2 separate regions of the Mus musculus genome follow, and region 1 is linked to region 2. The links are chromatin contacts, called in public HiChIP or PLAC-seq maps. All regions are on one chromosome and are shown on one strand. The core of a region is the stretch at or near the end of the contact, and the rest is flanking DNA. Distances in the headings are between cores, read along the strand shown. Region 1 holds the start of Lrp8os2 (low density lipoprotein receptor-related protein 8, apolipoprotein e receptor, opposite strand 2). Region 2 overlaps 1700047F07Rik (a long non-coding RNA gene).

What was found. HiChIP or PLAC-seq counts read pairs in DNA pulled down with a chosen protein or histone mark.
Region 1: a contact with region 2 is called in an H3K4me3 HiChIP or PLAC-seq map of forebrain, with 4 times the contacts expected there. The contact joins the promoter of Lrp8os2 here to the enhancer-like site in region 2. A contact is called at or near these places in 25 of 39 promoter capture datasets (the 3T3-L1 cell line, 3T3-L1-derived adipocytes, the C10 cell line and 16 more), 1 of 15 datasets of contacts at CTCF or cohesin (the NIH/3T3 cell line), 47 of 484 Hi-C or Micro-C datasets (the 3T3-L1 cell line, 3T3-L1-derived adipocytes, the 4T1 cell line and 32 more), 26 of 115 datasets of contacts at active chromatin or transcription factors (the HPC-7 cell line, PVALB interneurons, SST interneurons and 22 more) and 5 of 9 other capture datasets (adipose tissue, embryonic tail, embryonic trunk and 2 more).

Annotation. Positions count from the first base shown.
Region 1 is chr4:107,820,432-107,826,365 of GRCm38.p6, reverse strand. It overlaps Lrp8os2 (low density lipoprotein receptor-related protein 8, apolipoprotein e receptor, opposite strand 2), which reads left to right and starts at 3,344. Exons shown (of 2, transcript NR_151515.1): 1 at 3,344-3,432. All of the region lies in intron 2 of Lrp8 (low density lipoprotein receptor-related protein 8, apolipoprotein e receptor), which reads right to left.
Region 2 is chr4:107,735,552-107,741,140 of GRCm38.p6, reverse strand. All of the region lies in intron 3 of 1700047F07Rik (a long non-coding RNA gene), which reads right to left. Among named protein-coding and RNA genes, the nearest start is that of Gm12907, 21 kb to the left of the region's middle. Within about 2 kb of position 1,265, at least 56 of the 459 cell types and tissues checked have an H3K27ac peak or open chromatin away from gene starts, as enhancers often do. A contact at or near this core is called in cerebral cortex, cortical neurons, differentiating embryonic stem cells and 13 more, where this site is marked.

The DNA.
Region 1 (5,934 bases), core at 2,095-4,594, 83 kb before region 2:
CAGGAACCTGCTCTTCCTGCCACAGGCCTTCTGACAGGAGGAGAGGCAGCTCTGCCACAGTTTAGAAGGTTCTAGATTGCATTCTAGCCCCACTGCCAATATACTGAGGGTCCCTGCACAGGTTTCTTTAGGCTTAAGGCCCCATCAACTGCCAATGGAAAGGCCAGAGTTCCCAGAACAGAACTCGGCATCCAGTGGCAAGGAAGCCAGGCCATAGAAGCCCAAGGACTCCCGGGTGCAAAGGAGTGAAGGATGGAGGGCTTGGGTACCACTGTGCTGGTGGCTGGCAGTGCCCTCACCTGACAAAGCAAAAACCCAGAGGATCCCTGCTGGAGTGCCACCCCTCAGGGGGTGCTTTTCCCACCCCCACCCCCAGCCCCAGCAGTGTGCATAGGCCAGCTCCAAGGGGAACAGTGGAAGCCCGGTCATGCAGTTCCACACAGCTCACCATCTATCAGCACCACACAGAGGTATGCCTCGCAGTGTACAGCTTCCACGCTGGAAAGACTAAGGAGCCTCTACCAGACAGGACCAGGCTGAGTAAGCCATCCTAGAGGCTCAGCACACGGCGATACACACATGGCTCACCACCTTCCCCAGCTGGAACCAGAGAAGCACACCCTCAGCTGTCCAGTGCAGTGGAAAAGCTCTGCGGACTGGAGAGGTCCACAGAGCCAGGCCTGGGCTGAGGCAAACCTGGGCACTACTCCAGGTGGCCTCTGGCTTCTGGGCGGGGTGGTACACTGGATAGGTCCCTTACCCCCTGTAGTTCAGTCTCCTCCTCCTGTAGTCATCAAAAGAGAAAATGCACAGTTTGCCCATGAGCCCAATTTAAGGGCTTGCTCCAGGTGCCTACAGGTGAAAGTGAAGGGGACAGATGGGGAGTTCTCCAGCTGTGGGCCAGCATGTCCAACTTCCAGAAGGGAGGGCAAGTGTCTGTTAGGGTGGCAAGGTCAGCTGAGTCCAGGGTTCAGGTAGATGCCCAAGGGATGGAGCGATGGGCCCTGAATGCAGGGACAACTGAGGAGCTTGGCTCAGAGGTGGGGACCAAAGGGGACACAGAGATGAGGGGGAAAAGTCAGCTGAGCTCAAAGGAACACATCAAGGCAGACGTTCCTACCCAGTCTGTACTAAGCTGAGGTAACAAGGACCTCCCCAGAGCAAAGTCCGTAATCAAGAATGGGACAAGACAAGGGTCTTAATTAGAGGCAAGGGGGTAGGCTGGGCATAGGGGCATGCATCCTTCATCACAGCCCTTAGGAGTCAGAGGTGGGTGGATTTCAAGGCCAGCCAGAGATAGTAAAACTGCCCCATCCCCTCACCCCAAAGATGCAAAGGTGGAAGAGGACACTCACTTGCCCTCTCTGGCCAGCTTTAGGGCATGGACACCGAGCCAGGGAGGGAGGGCTGCCTAAAGAGGAAGCCTTTAGTTGGACCTCAGAGAAAGGGGTGGTGATAGAGCGTGAGTGCTCTCTCGTGCTCTCTCGTGCTCCCCCCCTTTCTTGCTCTCTCTCTCACCCAAATCTCTTGTGTTTAGTGAGACTCCAGCCACAGCTGTGCAGCCTTGGTGACACAGACAAGGTCCCAGGAGGAAGCTGTACCATGATGGATGAATTCATCTCTCAGTCCCTCGGTTTCCTGACCTAGAACACAGGGCTAACATTTTGGGGCGAAGCGACTTTGAGGCACCATCAATGCCTTCCTTCTGGGACTCCAGGGAGGGCTGGGCAGCCTTCCTTCTGGAATGGCTGAGGGCTCAGATGGACAGGAGACATGTGTGGCTCAGGTCCCATGAAGTGCTAGACAGAGACCAGGCCACGCAGGGCACGACAGGCAGGCAGGACAAACCTGGAACTTGGGCCTTGGAGGCAACCTGGCTCAGTCCTCAACTTTATGAACGGAGAGACGATGCCAGAGAAGCTGGGGCCAACCTGAGGTGACATTTCTAAGGTAAGCTTAGCAAAGCAATTCCTCCCTCACAGGACCCAACACGACAGAACTAAGAGCAGCTGAAGAGATCAGGCAAGAGCACTGGGAGGTGGCTCGGCTGATAAAGCGCCTGCTGCGTAAGCAGAACGGCCTGATTCTGCTCCCCTAGAACACATATTAAAAAAACAAGCCACGTATAACCCTAGGAGGGTAAGGGAAGACAATAGAACCCAAGAGCTTACTGGCCAGCCAGCCTAGCCAAATGTATTTAACATTCAATGATAGACCCTGTGTAAGCACAGTATGCATGTATGTATGTATGTATGTATGTATGTATGTATCTATAATCCATCCATTTATCCATCCATCCATCTATCTTTCTATCTATCTCAGAATCAAAAAGGAGCCACAGAACCACAGATTCAACTCTCCATGTTCCAAAATAAACATTTTAGAGTCTCAAAACCCCAAGCTAGACTGCTCAGGCCCTCTGGGTCAGAACGTGGGACACTCGGCCATCAAAGACTCTCACAAGCAAGCTGCAGAAGCCCAGAAACTCTCGTCATGGGATCTAACCCAGGTGCCAGGAGCAGTAGGCATGGCCACCCCTCCCCCACCGCAGGCCCAGGAATCCCGTTCCCACCGCTGACATATGGCCAGTCTGCGCAGGCAAGAGGCTGAAAGCTGTCCCTTCTGAACAGGGAGGGAAGTAAGTTCTCAACGGGAGACCCCCGCTTTGTACAAATGGATTCTTCACCCTCCTTGTTCTTTGGCTCTGGTCAGAAAGATTCCCAGGGCAGTGGCAAGAAGCCAAGCGCTGCCACGAAATGACTTTAACCAGCAGACAGGCTGGTAATAGGTTTCGGTGGGAAAAAGGCAGGAGCGGGGTGATTCATTCCAACTTGCTATGTGATAAAGAAAATTAAGGCATAATACTGCGGAGGCAGTGCCCCTGTTAACCTGTGCGGAATACCAATTACTCCAAGCTTCTCAAAATCGCTAGAAATAAAAAGAAAACCCCAGAAGAGTGTGATTGTGGCCCAAGGCTCATCTGGATTAGGGCTGTTTGTTTGCCCTGGCACCCTAATGATGAGAGGGAGGGAAAATTCCCCGTTACCTTGGAGACAGCGATGCCAAAGCGGGGGTGGGAGAGGAGAGGCAAGCCCACGTGCAGCCACTGATCTGCTTGGCAAGTGCTTAGGGTAGAGGGATCCCCAGGTTCACTCAGGGAGGGCTGGGTGCAGAGGCTGCTAGGCCTCCCCTTGTCCTTCCCTCTACGGCACCTTCAGTGCTAGGTGTAGCATACGGGAGGGGCTGCAGAGAGAACATCTGGTGTATTGCATGGATGCATCACCTGTCAATTTAAAAACCTATGGCCTATAGGAAAGGGTAGAAGAGAAGGTGGGACATCCGGGAGGCAGAAAGAATTCTGGGATAGAGCCAGGCACGGGAAGATTCACAGGGGAAGATGTGACGAGGGGGACACTTGGTGCCTGAGCCCAGGTAAGCAGCCATGTGGCAGAATGGATTATTACAGTTATGATCTAGTCAGAGAAGAGCCTAGCTATATGGCCAATTTATACTTTGAGTCTGGATCTTATTTCTGAGAGCACGGGGCTGGGAGGAAGAACCAGACCTAACTCACACAAGGACCAGTTTCACTCATCCTACTCGTAGGAGAGTCTCAGGTCTGTACTGCTGGAAGCCAAGAGAATCAGGAGCAGAAGGGGGGTGCTTACTGTGTGCCAGGCACCTGCCAGGTACTGGTGAACTCTGAAGTTAGGGAAGACTTCTGGGGGAGGGGGAGGGGGGAGGGGAAGCGGCGGGGGCAGCCTCCCTGCTCACAGGCCTCTGGACCACATCTCACAACTCTCGCTCCTTATACAAGCTAAAGATACCAACTGCCTTGAGCCAGCCTGCTCCCCAGTAAACCACCCCTCTATGGCTTGCATGGAGGTGAAGCCACCTATCATGCAATCATTGCTTGCACTACAGAACAAATTCACTCCCCTCCAAGTAGCCAGTTCCTCTGGGCATGGACGTTTGGGAGAGTCTCGTCTACTGCCTGCTGTGGTCTTCCTCCTGCCAGGAGCAGGTTAGAGGTCCCAGAGCTTAAATCCTGCCTCTGCCCCTATGTGACCTCATGCAGGCTACTTGCCTGGTATATATAATGTACTCTTAGATGAGGAATGTGAGACTTGGCCCTGACCATGGAGTGATGGCCACCACACTGCTCCTTAAGGTATACAAAGCCTATTACATATAGATCCTCGCTTGACTTGGTGCTGAGAAATGAACCTAAGGCCTCACGCATGCTCTAAAACTGAACGACACTATCTATCTATCATCTATCCATTTATTTTGGAGACAGGGTAGTAGATCACTCTGTCGCTCAGGCTGGCCTTAAGCTCACTGTGTAGCCAAGGACGGTCATGAACTTCTGACCCTCCTCCTACTTTTGCTATCATGCCTGATATCATGCAGTGCTAGGGATTGAACCCTGGGCCTCGCGCATGCTAGGTTAGCACTCTTCTAACGAGCAACCTGTCCAGTCATTACTTAGTTCTTACAGCTCTCCTGAAGTTCAGAGAGGGACAAGATGGCCTACATCACACAACGAATGAGTAGACCTACTAGGTCCAGTGCTCTCCAGCAGCTCAGGGTACTTCCTCTAAGGAAGGGGCTACAGTGGGAATTCAGAGCTTGATCCTGGTCAGTCCTGTGAAATAAAGAGGAGTACTCTTTCAAGAGCCTCTCTGAGCCACCGTGAAACTCTAACAGCATAAAAGATGCCTAAGGCATAAATTACCGGACAGGGCAATAGCCTGGGGGAACAGATAAAACCACTACAGGGAGTCCAGAGACTGGGCTCCAGTCCTGTCCCTCCATCCTGGCTCTGTGCTTGGATCGGCCTGGGTTTCCCCATCTGTCAAACACAGCACAAGGATTCCTGCCTCCTTCCCAATGCCAGTGCATACCTGCCAAACCTAGCTCCATCTTGCCTTCTGCCCAGACAGTCTGTGATCACTACCTCTGCCAGGAAGGCTCAAGAGGCCGCTGGGCACACAGCCCAGCCTGTCTCATGTTGCTCTCCAGCCAGGCCTGGACCTAGACCACACACAGGGAAGTATGTTGAAATAGACATGGAGGTCCTCGGGCATGGCAGTGCACACACATGCAGATGAGCATGCATGCGCAGAGATACACTCAGCCGCTTATACTCGCATGTGTGCCCCACACACACCAAGCCACACTGTGTACACACTGCAGCACACGGGCTGCATACCCACACACGCACAGGTGGCTTCCTGTGATGCTCACACACTACAGACAAATATGCAGAGATTTGCCTGCCTCTCCTGTGACAGCCAGATGGTGGGATTCTCCCATTGGGCTACCATTTAATGCTCTAATTAATTAAAAAAAAATCCTAGGCACCCAAGACCTGGATTTGTTCCAAATGTCTCAGGCATGGCCCAGCCATAGGCCAAGGGAGGCAGCAGGACTTAGGGTGAGGGGATGCACCTAACAGGGGCCCCACCCCTTACCTTGCCAAGAAGCAGGCAAGGGCCATCTGCTGCTACAACTCAAGCTGAGGAAAGATTACACTGTAACATTCCTGGATCTTCACCTGATGGGGGGGAGGGGGCTCTGTTTCTGCTGCGGGGGGGGGGGGGGGGGGCGCAGCAGAGGTCCCTTAGATTGCACAGCAACTTGAAATGTGTTCACCAACACCGAGGTGGACTGCAGGCTTAGAGGCAGATCCAAGGCTGTCTTTGCTGAGTCCTACTGCGCATAGAGCCTGCGTGCCTCCGTGGGAGGACTCTGAAGGGGATGTGTCTGTGCATGGCAGTCTGCTGTGAGCCAGGGGTGAGGCAGAGCTGAGGCACTGAGCAGAGGGGCTGCCAAGCTCCGTGCCCTGGGCTCCTGCACTCCAGTGAGGCAGTCAGCTGGAAGCAGTCAGGTGACCTGAATCTTCCAGGGAGCCGACTCCTCACCCTCCAC
Region 2 (5,589 bases), core at 16-2,515:
TGTCCTGTCCTCCCCCGGAAGGAGCTTCCTTAGCCTTTGTTAGAGGGATGCTACCCCGTTCAAGGGGGCAGCGCTCTCCTGTCTTCACGGCTTCCCCAAGGCTGTACCCTTCCGTGCTATCTCCCTGGGAACTGGTTCTGAGGTATAACTGAGGGAGATGTCGGTATCAGACAGGGCGGGAGACAAAGGAGGACAGTGAGGAGTGAGCAGGAAGCAGTCGGTGGAAGGCCCGGATGGCAGACACCATGCCGATGGCAGAGTTAAAATGAAGCAGCGCAGAGCCTTCAAGGGATCACTGAGCTTGAAGACAAAGCAGCAGAACCACGGGGAGTCAGAGCACAGTGCTCCCCCCACTCACCCAGTCAGAGCACAGTGCTCCCCCGACCCAGCCAGGGCACATTGCTCCCCCCCAACCCAGCCAGAGCACATTGCTGCCCCCCACAACCCAGCCAGAGCACAGTGCCCCCCCACAACCCAGCCAGAGCACAGTGCTCCCCTCCCCACAACCCAGCCAGAGCACAGTGCTCCCCCAACCCATCCAGAGGCAGAGGACACAAAGAGAGGGTACACGCGAAGACACCTGCTTCCACTTTGCAAATGGGGGCTTTAGTGCCTGGCATCCTGGCTCTTGTCCAGTGGGCCACTCCATGGCTGTGTGTCTGAAGGTCAGAGAGATCCAAGAGGGGACAAACAGTGTGCAGGTTAACGGGGGGGGGGGGTATCTGGAAGCCTCATGGATGGAGACACTGCTGAAGAGATACAGAGAGCGGGCTCAGGCTGGGGTCAGGTGCCAAGGGGGCACCTATGCAAAAGGCTTGAGAAAAGAGAATGAAAGTGAGCCACCTGTTTCCCTGCCAGCGCCTTGCTGGCTGTGACTTGAGACAGCATAAGGCAAAGAAAGGAGTGGGGGAGGGTGCTGGCCCCCAAACTGGAGAAGACAGGCCTCACAGAGGTGCCAGACAAAGGAGCCCATTCTGGGTAACCCACCAGGCTGGTGTCCTAATGGCCCAATCTGGTTTGCTTTTTTTTTTTTTTTTTTTTTTTTGCTTCTTTGTTTTTAAGATTTGGATCAAGCTCCTGTCTAGGCCTCCTTCACTCACGTTTCCAGCCCAAGCAGGTGGCATCTGAGGGTGTCCTAGGACTGAGAGAGCCACAGTCCTTTACCAGTATTACAGGCTGCTGGCAGCTGGGCTAGTAAGTGACTAACAGTGACTCCTTTGGGATTCTCTGGACCCATCCAAATCTTTTGTCTTCACCCCAGGCTTTCGCCCTCTCTCCACACAGCTGGGCCTGGACTCTGGACTCCTCCTCCCTCTCCCGGGCTGTGTCTCCCCTCTCCCGGACTGTGTCTCTGTTTTTTAAGATTGCTTGGTACTCCTCTTGAGCACCTGCCACCCCAGGCCAAGGGCTCTCTGAACCCCAATTACACGGCAGCCCACTGGAGCAGGCCTGATGTCCCAGCAGTGTACCAGTTGTCGTTTGTAAAAGACAAACTGGTGTCTTACACACACACACACACACACACACACACACACGCCTTGCTCTCTGTCTCTGAGAATGCCACACCTTGGTGGCTTCGTACCACACTCTGTGTTCCTTTCTCTCGCTCTCTCCCCAGATCCAGTCAGTCAGGGGTCCCACTGAGGACACATGCTAAATTCTTCTCAGATCTGCCTAATACTTGCCCAAGCTCAGGCCTTCTGAAAGGTTCCATAAGAGACAAGAGCTTTTTAGCTGTGCGTGACAAGCTTACTTCTTAAGCTGAAGAAAAAGACTGAGAATATTGGCTCACAGGACTTAAAGGTTGAGGGCTCCCCTCTGTTGTGGCTGGATCCAGAGATGGAGCCATGTTGAGGGAGCCCAGGCTCAGTGCTTTGCTGTTTGTTGGCAGTCAGAGTAGTGGGCTCTAAGTTCCTCATATCACGGAGAACAGGGAGAGCAGCCTTCCCTACAGATGCAAACAGCTTCATGGACTGTGACTGGCTTGCACTACTGCCCCTAGTCACCCAGGTTGCTCGGCAGGCCTGGACGTCCTCTGAAGACACCCCCCTCCCCAAGGTGTGGGGGTCTACTCCGGGCATGTGCTCAGCTCCGTGGCTTGGCATCACCTAGACCACAGGCCCTGGGTAGGCAGGAGATGGAAGACATCCATGCCTCTGTTCAGGTGGGCAAGCTGTCCCAGAAACGGATGCCAGAGGAAACAGCCAACCCTGCTTGAGTCAGGAACGAGCTAGCAGTGAACAGGAAGCTGCGAAGGTCTGCCGAGTGAGAGCACCATGGATTACAGTTTACACAACACACACAGTCATCACTAGTACCAGTCCTAAGCAGGTGTGGGAGTCACTGTGTTGTGTGCGCTATCTACTCAGTGCAGAACTTGGCTCCTGTGTGTCTGCACAGTGGGCTCTCCTGCTCAATGCCAGAAATAACCAGATCAGACCTGCCCCTGGACCCCAGGCCCCTTACTCTCCCCTGTGCACAGGGGGTGGGAGAGTTCTGAGTCACCTTAGAGTTGACTTTAGGATGGAACCCAACCCACATACTGGGCCTGGGATTCAGGCTTTTCCTGGGTCTAGGGAGCCAAGTTCTTCCTGTGAATATTAAAGGGGAGGAGAGGGGGCAGGACTCTGACATTCCGAATTCTCTCCCATGCAGACCCCATCCTGGTGAATGATTAAAGGGGTTCCCTGAGAAGCCCTTTGAATCAGCACCTCCCTCATTGCAACTCCAAGAGCCTCTGACCCGCTCCTTGATAAGTGGATTGCCTACCTAGCTAAGTGTTATCTTGCAATTTTTTTTTCTGTCAGGGACTTTCACAGTTCCTTCTGAAGCATCAGGCCTGCTCAAGGCATCAGGTGGGTAAACACTTGTCTAAACCTGATGTGTTCAAGATATCTGGCTGTCTAGTCCTTACGAAGAGAAGAAAAATGGGGACCCTGGGTTGAATGTTTGTATGGAGGACACAATTCCTGGGCGATGCCTGTGGCCGTGGCCTGAGAAGTTGACTGTCCTGGAGTGCCCCCTGCTGGCCACAGTGACAAATGGCACCTCCAGGGCGCAGGCCTGGGTTGGGTGGACAGAGCCTCAAGGAGCTGGCTGGCTGCAGGCCTGCTCTGCTCTGTAAGTCTGAGGACTTCCAGGCCTGCCGAGCGAGCTATCATCCTGGGCATGGGTAGTGCAGCTCAGAGGAGAGGCCAGGACCAAAAGCCTCTGCTCACAGAAATTTGAAAATGATGTTTTTCTTTCTGTTGTCAGCAGAGAGAATGCGTCTGCCCACTGGGAAATGCCTGAGCCTCTTTGGACATGTCCTTGTCCTCTTCCCGGGTTTTGTTTGCCCTCCTGTAAGATGGGGCTGAGACCTGCCGATCACAGCACCAACTGAGTGGGATCCGCCAGATGTAGGATACAGCACACTTTGGTGTGTTCCTCCAGAGCCTACAAGTGTGCTGTCTCAGCTACGAACACAGACTGACTGGGAGTGTGGCTCAGTGACAGAGAATATGCCTACCATTCACCAGGCCCCAGGTTCCTGTGGCCACCCTGTCTTGTGGCTCAGATAGAAAGAATTCTGGGGCGCTGGGCAGGAAGGGGAACCGTCAGCCATTATGGGACACTCTCTTTCTAGCTGAGCCCTGGCTAAGGAGAGTCAGGGACTCAAAGTTGGGAACTGTGTGACCCAGTGCCAGCAATCCCTGGGGCGTCTCAGACTTTCCTCCCTGATACACGCTGGGCTTTTGAAGTAGATTTCTGGAGCAGCTCTCTGAACCCCAAATCCTGAGGACCACTGCAAGCCAGTAGCACTCCTCAGCTACTTCTCTGACCCTTACTCCCCTGCTTCATCCCTCCCACAATGAACACAGCCCCATAGCTTCTACTTTTCCAGAAGGCTGCAGAGACATCCACTCTTACCCCTCTTTGAAGCTGTGAAAACCTTCAGCCCTTGCTTGTCATTAGCGGAGTCAGGACCAGCACCCCACACACGTATGTACCGTGTCCCCGACTGCTCCTCCACTCTGCTTCTGCTCACACACCAGCTTGAGGAGACATAAATGTGAGGCGACGTATGTGCCTCATGGTTCTATTAATAGCAGCCAAGTTTTTATTTGATTTTTCTGAGACAGTCTCAAACTCCTAGTCTGAAATTATCCTCTCAGCTCAGCCATCTGAGTAGCTGGGCCCACAGGCACACGTCATGGTGTCTAACTTTAGTTTTTTTTTAAATAGTGAAAGGAGTCCGGTGAAATTAATTCAATATTATTTTTTATTTTGCACAACATTTTAAAAATGTTACCATTTAAGCACGCGGGACCAAAATGATTAAAGGTAACCTAACAGCCTGAAGTCCTTTGTATACAGCAAGGCTGTAAGATCCCGGCGTGTACAGCACGTTCATTCATATACACACATCTCATTCAGATAGGCCACACTCTGTGTGAACAGAAGCAGATGTTAGTGGTCATCTTATAAGGAACAGAGAGCTAGAACCTTCTCTGGCTGCTTCAGCTACCTGCAGCTCCCCTCCTTCCTTCCCTCCCTCCCTCCCTCCCTCCCTCCCTCCCTCCCTCCCTCCCTCCCTCCCTCTAAGAGCTCAGGGTGTGAGCTGCTTGCTGCACGCATTTCTGAGGAGTCCATGAGGGATTCAGACTGTGTCCAAGCCCCTGCCAGTCTGAGAACCTGGGCCAAGACTGGGAAAGTCCGCAGGTGACTGGTAAGGTTTTTGTAAAGCTGCATTTTATTGATTGATTGATTGATTGATTGATTGAGACAGGTTCTCACAATGTGTCCCTGGCTGGCCTGGAACTCACCATGTAGACCAGGCCAGGCTGGCTTTGAAGTCACAGAGATGCACCTGCCTCTGCTTCCCTGAGTTCTGGGCACACGAATCTGATTTTAAGGTATGCTCCACACTGTAAGATTATTTCCCTCTCAACGCTGGGCTGTAAAACCTATCACCACCCTATCCTCCTTCTACCTCTTTGACCTGATGGTCAAAATAGAAAATAGTGGTTGCTTTTTAAGGCAAAATTAAAGGGTGGCAGCCCTGTGCACTTGAGATACAAAAATATAAACCAACCTGGCGTATGAACCCCAGGGCCCCAGTGTCTGCTGTCAGGATGCCTCTAAAATGAAAACCCAATAGCCTGCTTCTTAGGGACCTTCACTGCCCCAGGAGAGTCCAAAGCCCAAGTCTCACGAGCTGTCAAAACCCAAGGGGACCCCTACTTACCAGCTGTCACATATATTTTTCTCTAAGAGGAGCAAACCACATGCCCCTCCCTTCCTGCCCCTTAAATTCCTCAGTAAAGCCAGGCTGCTTTCTGCCTCTGGTTCCCAGCTTCCCCTGACCTGTCACAGGCGAGCGGATGCCTCACCCTGTCCCAAGTTAACTGGAATGTCACGTCTGGCAGGAATCCTCACTAGCTTCTGTCAGAGTCAGCCACACCTCAGGAGTCAACAGTTCCATCTAACCCCTCCAGTGGGGGTAGAGGAAGGCAGTATGTCTCAGGTACGGGCCAGGAGGGTGTGCAGGGACCCCAACAGCATAACCACTAAGGTAGGGACTGAGATCGGGCCATTCCCTACAGTGAT